Regions from separate parts of the Pan troglodytes genome. Here region 1 is linked to region 2. The links are chromatin contacts, called in public HiChIP or PLAC-seq maps. All regions are on one chromosome and are shown on one strand. Each heading gives the region's core, a stretch centred on a gene start, on an enhancer-like site or on the middle of the called end of the contact. The rest is flanking DNA. Distances are from core to core; before and after follow the strand shown. Region 1 holds the start of CRMP1 (collapsin response mediator protein 1). Region 2 holds the start of STK32B (serine/threonine kinase 32B).

The links. HiChIP or PLAC-seq counts read pairs in DNA pulled down with a chosen protein or histone mark.
Region 1: an H3K4me3 HiChIP or PLAC-seq map of stem cell-derived excitatory neurons shows a contact between it and region 2, with 3 times the contacts expected there. The contact joins the promoter of CRMP1 here to the promoter of STK32B in region 2. A contact is called at or near these places in 1 of 7 Hi-C or Micro-C datasets (stem cell-derived neural progenitor cells) and 1 of 1 datasets of contacts at active chromatin or transcription factors (stem cell-derived excitatory neurons).

What each region holds. Positions count from the first base shown.
Region 1 is chr3:6,214,329-6,218,439 of NHGRI_mPanTro3-v2.0_pri, reverse strand. CRMP1 (collapsin response mediator protein 1) reads left to right here and starts at 2,570. Exons shown (of 14, transcript XM_003310238.5): 1 at 2,570-3,067. The coding sequence starts at 2,687.
Region 2 is chr3:5,375,122-5,379,340 of NHGRI_mPanTro3-v2.0_pri, reverse strand. It overlaps STK32B (serine/threonine kinase 32B), which reads right to left and starts at 1,270. Exons shown (of 11, transcript XM_024356003.3): 1 at 835-1,270. The coding sequence starts at 886.

The sequences.
Region 1 (4,111 bases), core at 1,321-3,820, 840 kb before region 2:
TGGCACTTTTAAGGTTGCTGCGAGGCATAAAAGAGTTACTATCTGTTAGGTGCTTACCATGGTCCGGGCACGTAGTAAACTTTCTATAAGCAGAAGCTATGAAGATCCTTTCCTGCTTCTGCATAAAGACAGCCCTTTCTCAGCTCCTTCCTTGCGTCACTCCCTCTAGTCTTGGCAACTGCCCAGCCCTTTCTCACAATGGAAAGGGTTTTCTTTAGAAGCAGTAAGATTTCCATCACCACCAACAAAGCCTGAGAGACTGTGTCCTCAAGATGTTGAGAGCAGATTCAAGCATGCAGTAGGAGGCCTGGCCTCCAAAGTTCCACCTAACTCAGACTTTTGAGTTTTCTGATATTTCTCTGGGTTATGTCACCCTGAACATTTGTGGGGTTTTAGAAGAAATTTCTATGTGGTTTTCGACATGAATTGTTCTTGCCTGGAATGGGCTGGGAATAGTATTTCACAGGACAGAGAAAAATTTTCGTTGAAAAATCGAAAACACTTGCAAGATAGCCTGGAGGCTGTTGGGCCTCAAGAGGAGTGTCTGTGGCAAATCTGCACAGTGGACGCAGGGACACAAGGAGAGAGGAGCCAGGATGCAGCTGCGGTGGGTGGAAGGTAGATGGAGGCTGTGTGTGGAACTTTCTGTTCTCGCATTCAGCACTCTCTCCCCCATTAGAGTAAACACTTGTTGAAGACAGAGACTTAGAAATACTCATCTGTGTCCCCACACTAGCCTCTCTCTCAAGCACAGAAAAATAACTTGCTAAATGCCCACCGAGTGGATGAGCCCACGCTCTAGGCCTGGCTGAACCTCCTTGAGATTGAGGCCCTGAGGGAGCCATTTCACATCTCCCCTCCTGTTTCCTCTTTCAAGAGGAGGCAGGTAAAAATACCTACCTGCTGCACAGACCCCTTGTTGCAGGGTTGAAAGACAGTAGCTTCAGGGAGGTGTCAGCTGAGGCCACGGATCCGATGGCCCCAGGATCCTCAGTCCATGGGGCCCAAGAGTCATAAAACAAGAACATGAATCCATCTGTCTGTCTGGTATTCTTGGAGCTTGGCCACGCTGCGGGAGCTCTGGCTTGCAGCTGGCAGGGCCCGGGGTTGAAGGGACAGCTCCCAGCATGGAAGGCTATGTATGGGTGGGGGGACATTGCAAGAAGCACTGATGCTCCCCTCTGCAGTCCCCACCCAGTCCTGACTTTGCTTGTCTAGACTGGCTTGAGGAGGGGGTCGGCAGCTGGCGATTCTGCCTCTCCAGGAAGTGCAGCTGGGACTGTAGGGTCCCCAGGGACTTGCAGGATCCTCTGCCTGATAATCGTGGAGAAATGAGGGAAGGTGTCTATAGGAGGCAGGTGGTGCCTGGCCTTAGAGGAGAGTCCCAGCAGAGCGACCTCCATGACAGAGAAACCCCAGAACGCCCAGACTGCAAGCTCCAGGAGCAACAAAGGTGGACTGTGCCCCTCGAATGAGGGAATATCTGTCTGTCTGGTTGACTGCCAGCTGTGTGTGTGTGGTCATCTCTGTCTCTGTGTGTCTTTCTCTGGAGCGTTTTCATTTAAGCTTTTGACTTCCTTTATTCCTGGTGTGGACTTGTGTGTGGGCATCCTGTTGCCAGTTTATGATGCACATGTGTGGAATCGCCCTGAGCTTGCCTTTGATATTGGTGTGTTGTGTGGTGTCACTGGAGTGCACGTGTATGTGTGTGTCACTGATTCTCATGCAAGAATGTGCTTCTCTTATGTGTCTGTCGGAGTGTGCCTCTAGCATGTCCCTCTTGGCTGCTGCACCACCTTTCCTGGCCCTTACCACCTCTTGGCCCACCATATGGGTGCTTTTGTATCCAATTCCCCTCCTTAGCAGGTCAGCTCCTGGAGGGCAGGCACTTGGTCTATTTTGTCCATGGCTCTGTTCCCAGCTCCTACAACAGTGCTAGGCACTAGTGGGCGCTCAGCAAAACAATACTGACGGAATGAACGGTGTGTCCAACGCATGTGCCTCTCCAGTTGTGCAATTAATCTTGGTGTTATACTGTGTGTGAGTGGGGTTGTGAGACAATGAGGATTTCTGTTGTGTGTTTGTAATGAACTCGGAATGTGCACAAGCATATATGTGTATGTGTGTGCAACATTGAGTATGGTGTGCATGATCGAGCCCCTATGTATCTCTGGAGAGCATGTGTGATTGACTCTCGTGTGTGTGCCAGCATGTCTGTGCATCTCTCATGTGTTTGGCGTAATTGTCTGGTGTGCAGGTATGAACCCGCGTGTGCCTCCAGAGCGTGTGGGCGCGCGAGTGTACACACACGGCTCCTGCCCCGCGCTCTCCTCGCGCCCTGCGCTCCGCCTGGGGGCGGAGAGTGGGGGGTGCGGCGAGGGCACTGCGGTGCTGCGGCCCGCCCTCCGCGCTGCGGCTCGGGCGCGTCACCGTCCCTCCCCGCCCCAGCCGCGATCCCCGCCTCCTGGTCCTTTGTAGCTGGCCGCGCCGCTAGCCCGCAGCCGCCCAGAGGCCCCGCCCCGGCCCCGCCCCGGCGCGCGCCACGCCCCGCCTCTCCCCTCCCCGGGCCGCAGTCGCGCCCGGGCCGCCGCAGGCCCGCACCGAGGCGCGGAGCGCGGCGCACGGCGGTGCCCAGGGCCGCGGGCGGGCAGGCGGGAGCGCGGTGGGTGGCCGGCCTTGGACGGGTATGGCGGACCGGCGGCGCGCGTGGAACACCGAGGACGACCTGCCCGTGTACCTGGCGCGGCCGGGCAGCGCGGCGCAGACCCCGCGCCAGAAGTACGGCGGCATGTTCGCCGCGGTGGAGGGCGCCTACGAGAACAAGACCATCGACTTCGACGCCTACAGTGTGGGCCGCCGCGGCTCGGCGCGCACGCCGCGCTGCGCTGGCCGGCCCGACGCGGTCGGCCTGCCAGGGCCGGGAGGCAGCGAGGACACGGCCAGCGACGTGAGCGAGCCCTCGGGCTCCGCGGTCAGCTCTCCCGGAGAGCGCGACGAGCGGCCGCCGACGCTGCGCATCCGCTGCCCCGCGCCCCGCGACCTGCCCCTCGGCCGGGACAATGGCCAGGTACCCTCGGGGTGCGCGCGGGCCAGACGAGGGGGGCGGGCCCCGGGAGGACCCAGGGCATGGGGCGCCCGAGGGCCATGCCCGGGCCCCGGTGTTGGGGCAGCGGCCGCCAGGCTGGGGAGAGCCACGGCGCGGCCCCTCCCCCACCTCATCATGCAAGAGGTTCCCAGAGCTGGGGCGACTCGGTCGGGGCTGGCCGGCGTGGTCCGTGAGACTCGGAAGGGATCGCCCGGGTCCAGTCCCGGCTCCTCTTCTACAGAAAGGGAGAGAGGTTCTGAGAGGGGAAGTTGGCTAAAGCTACCGCATGGACGCTTAAACGCGAAGGAACCTCTGGGATGAATCTAACCCAGGCCCCTCATTCTGTTTTGTGAAAAGAACTGGAGCTCCGTTCCGTGTTGGTCCATTCATCCATCCACTCAGTCGGTAGTAATTATAGAGCACCTACTGTGTGCCGGGCCCCGGGAGAGGTTCCGCGAGTCGCCTGCGGCCACACAGCTTAAAGCTGGAAGGAGCTTTTTTTCCGAGCGCTCCCCTCATGCTTGCTGGGGGGAAGGATTTGGTTAAGGATTTAGTTCGTCGGGCAGTTGGAGCCGTAAACCCCTACCCTCAAGCGCCAGTAGATTCAAGGGGCACTCCTGAGCTCCACAGCACACACCGATGTGCCTGCTTCACAGAGCAAGGTGGAGGTAGAGCTGGGATTTGAACTGGGGTCTCTAGCCTCCCAGACCTGAGCATGGGGCCGGGAGGATCAGGGAGAGGGAACGCTAGGGCTTGGGCCCTGCGGGTATTCTCTCTTGAGCTGGGGGTCACCAGGGAACTGGGGGAAGAAGGGCGGATGGACGGCGTAGCCTTTGGATGGACCGACGAGAGCCAGGGTCAGGTGCCAGAAAAACGGAAGTTGGAGCATCCGAGGGCTGGGGAGCTTTCGAATTGGTCCAGACCTGGATGCCGGAGAACTGCTAGGTGCCAGGCCCAGGGTAGGCGCTAGGTCCCTGGCTCAGCAACCTGGCCCCACCCTCCAGAAGTTCCCAGGCTAGGGTGAGC
Region 2 (4,219 bases), core at 21-2,520:
CTTTTCACGTGGATTACTAGTGGTTAAGCTTCAAACAACCCTATAAAGTAGCTAGTGGTATCATAACTCACATTTCATAGATGAAGGGACTAATGTTTCAGAGAGGTGAAGTAAGTTTTCCAGGGACACGCTGCACTGGAAAGAGGGTTCTGCTAGTCCAAATAGTGAGCTCTATCGACCTGAACCGCAAGGATCCAGCCAGGAAGTTGAGATGCGGTTGGACAGCCTACACCACTTCTGCGCCAGGGGGAGGCTGCCCAGAACAGGACGCCGTCCTAGGAACCACAGAGTTTAGCAAAGAAAAGTTTCCCTCTGTCCTGGGTGATTGAGGAGAGCTGCATCCAACAGGCCCTTGCACGAGACCAAATGCGTCGTGGGCACGCGCACACACACACAGACACACGGTGCAACCCGCCCTTCCAAGCCACCTCCGTCAGCCTCGGGCTCTCAAGGAAACCTCGGTTTCCTGGGGAGCCCGAGCCTAGAAACATCCTGACTGGCCTCCGAAGTCAACTCCTCCCTTCCACACCCCCAAGTGCAGGTTTCGGGTTCAACTCTCTGAAGCCGCCTCCCCAGTCCCGCGCTAGGCACCGTCCCGACTACTAAACGGCACTGGGTACCTAGGAGTTGCCTCAGCAGAAGCGCCGCGCCTGGCACGGGTCGGGCACACACTGCATTCGCTGGGCGAAGTGGCCATGCCTGGGTCCCCGCGCCGGGCAGCATGCGGTGCCCCGCAGGGCTCGGCCGAGGGTGGTGGAGGGAGGGGATGCCCGGCCCCTGCCCGAGCGGGGCGGGGCGGCGCGAAGCGGGAATTCGCTCCTCTCGCCCTCTTACCTTCCTCATTCTCGTCAAACACGGGGGGCTTGTGGGAGTGGTTCCCGCCCATATTCCGCCGTTGCTGCCGCTGCTACATGCCCGGCCGCCGGGATGCGGGATGCGGGATGTGGGACGCGCGCAGAGATGCGGGATGCCGGGGGCGCGCCCAGTCCGGGTTGTAGCCGCGCGCGGAGCCCGAGGGGGCCGAGCACCGTGCAGGGGCGGGGACGGCGTCCCCCTTCTCCTGGACGCCCTTCGGACTGCGCTCGCAGGGACCCCGCTCTCGCCGCGCCTTCCGCCGTGCCCCGCCTCGGGCTGCGCTCGCAGGTCCTTACTCCAGTGCCCGCCCGGGAACCCGGGAGCTCCTCGCGCCGGGGCCAACGTGCGGCGCTCCTCGCCGGCTACAGCGGGCGGGAGACGCGAGGCGGCGCGGGAGCAGGGGAAGGAGGGGAAGGAGCGGGGGAGGAGGGGACGGGCGAAGGCAGCACGCAGTGGGCGGCGGCAGGGCGGAAGGAGCTGAGAAAGGGATCGGCCCGGAAGAATCTGAGTCCCTGCTCGGCCCTCCTCCCTCGGCCAGGAGCTCGGTCCCTGCAGGCAGTAAGCGGTTTGTCAGCACCCACTATGGCCAGGCCCCGGCTACGCGCTTTGTTAGCACCATCCCACATCCGCCTCCAACAACCCAGCAGTAAGAAAGCATCGTTCATATTTTAGAGTGCAGTAGACGGAGGTCTAGAGGTAGAGGGGCTCTTAGGTCGGTGGTTAGTCGGCCCTGGCTGCGAAGGGAGTCCCAGGACTTCCCGCTAGCCTGTATTTGCCCATTCATATTGGGATGGGCAGTGGAGTGTCTGCTGGCTCTCCAACCGACGCTGTTCCTCTTAAGGTTTTTCTCAGTGTTTAATGAATGAAAGTATCTGTTTAGATAATTTCTGACCCCTTAAGATTAGATACTAATCTGACCCCTTCATTGCACATGGGGAAACTGAGGCCTCAGACAGCCATAGTTTGCCCCAAACCATTCTCCCTGGGAATGGCTGGGCATGAGTCTCGGGATTCCCCCAAAATCGGGCGGCATCGGCGTCCGATTTAGGGGCGAGGCTAGCATCAGGGTCCCTGGGCTCCTGCGGCGGGAGCCTGGATCGGGAGATACGCGCCACAGTTGCGGGTGCCTGAGTAAGGGGTGCGGCAGATGCGCCCCAAGACATGTGGGGCGAGCGCGGGTTCCCAGGACGCTCCCTGAGTGACAGGCAGGTCCCCCTGCCTTGCAGTCCTGCGGGCCCAGCTCTCCGGGACTGCAGGGAATCTTTGGCCACATCCTGCCATCTGCTGGGCGCCTGGAACCACTGTCCGTGCTTTGATAGAAAGCAGGGGGGTTTTTGTGAGTCTCTCCATCCTATCTCGTCCCCCAGTCCCCGTCCCCTACCTGGTCTCTCTCTCCAGTTCTCTCCCCTTCTTTCTTTTTCTTGGGGGAAGGGTGAGGGAAGCCGGGGAGCCTAATACAGAAAAAAACAAAACAAAACAAAAAATCTCCTAAAGGCAGTGGGAAAGAACTGAGAAGGTCTGAGGCAGGCCCAGCCACCATGACCCACAGCTGGCTCTACCATTTACTGGCAATGTGTCCCACCTTGGAGTTCTCATCTGCAAAGTGGGCTGATTGATGTTAACTCCTTGGGTTGGCTGTGAGAATTATATCAGGTAATATTTATAAAAGCAGGCAACAGTGCCCGGCATATAATAAATGATGAATAAATATTTCTGGCCTTTCATTCCAGCAACAAGCATACACTGAGTGGCCAGTGTGCAGCAGGCAATGCCCTGAACACAGAGCTGGCCCCTAGCTCAAGAAGCATAGGGCGGAATGTGGACAGGCATGGGCTCTGAGCTCATTCTACCCAGGTTTCATTCTGCTTTGCCCCTCATTAGCCAGTTAACTTGGATAAATTACTTAACCTGTTCTGGACTCAGTTTCTTCATCTGAGTCCAGATGGTGCTAATAAGAGTACTTTCCCTTTCTAACATTGTTATGAGGAATATACTGATATCGTGCTAGGCTGGGCGTGGGGGCTCACACCTGTAATCCCAGCACTTTGGGAGGCTGAGGCGGGTGGATCACCTGAAGTCAAGAGTTTGAGACTAGCCTGGCCAATATGGAGAAACCCCATCTGTACTAAAAAAACAAAACTTAGCTGGGTGTGATTGCCAGGCCTCTGAGCCCAAGCTAAGCCATCATAACCCCTGTGACCTGCACATATACATCCAGATGGCCTGAAGCAACTGAAGAATCACAAAAGAAGTGAAAATGGCCTGTTCCTGCCTTAACTGATGACATTACCTTGTGAAATTCATTCTCCTGGCTCAGAAGCTCCCGACTGAGCACCTTGTGACCCTCGCCCCTGCCCCCCAGAGAACAACCCCTTTGACTTTTAATTTTCCATAACCTACCCAAATCCTATAAAACTGCCCCACCCATATCTCTCTTCGCTGACTCTCTTTTCGGACTCAGCCCGCCTGCACTGAGGTGATTAAAAAGCTTTATTGCTCACACAAAGCCTGTTTGGTGGTCTCTTCACAAGGACACGCATGACAGAAATGTCACCCACCTGTAATCCCGGCTACTCGGGAGGCTGAGGTGGGAGAATCCCTTGAACCTGGGAGGCGGAGGTTGCAGTGAGCTGAGATTGTGCCACTGCACTCCAACCTGGGTGACAGAGTGAGACTCCGTCTCAAAAAAAAAAACAAAAGAAAAGAAGGCATTGGCCAGAGAGGGTGCTGGAGCTGAGACTGGAAGGGCAAGGAATCAACCGGGTCGGAAGAAGAAAGGAGGCTACTGGTGCAAAGTTCTCCAGGCCTAGAGAGTGGGACACTTTGCAGATGCTGGGAGATGTTCCACGCGGCTGGAATTAGTCTTGCAGTGCAGTGTTCAGTGACAGCGTGCATGTGTATTGAGAACTCTGCATGTCCAGCTCTGTGCTAACTCTTTGCAGGGTACTAGGACCTCCAGCAACCCCTTCACTCCTCTGCTCCCCATCCATAGAGAATATGCCTGACTCTGGTACTTCAAGCGCTCTGCATGGATTTTTTCATCCTCACAGCAACCCTGAGAGGTAGGTGTGTCACCATCCCCACTCTGGAGGAGACTGGGGCACAAATAGGCTAAGCCAACTCAAATGGTTGAGAAGTGCAAAGACCTAAGATTTAAATGCAGAAACTGGCCAGGTGTGGTGTTTCACGCCTATAATCCCAGCGCTTTGGGAGGCCTAGGTGGGAGGATCACTTGAGGTCAGGAGTTCGAGACTGGCCAACATGGTGAAACCCTGTCTCTACTAAAAATACAAAAATTAGGCCAGGCACGGTGGCTCACACCTGTAATCCCAGAACTTTGGGAGGCCAAGGTGGGTGGATCACC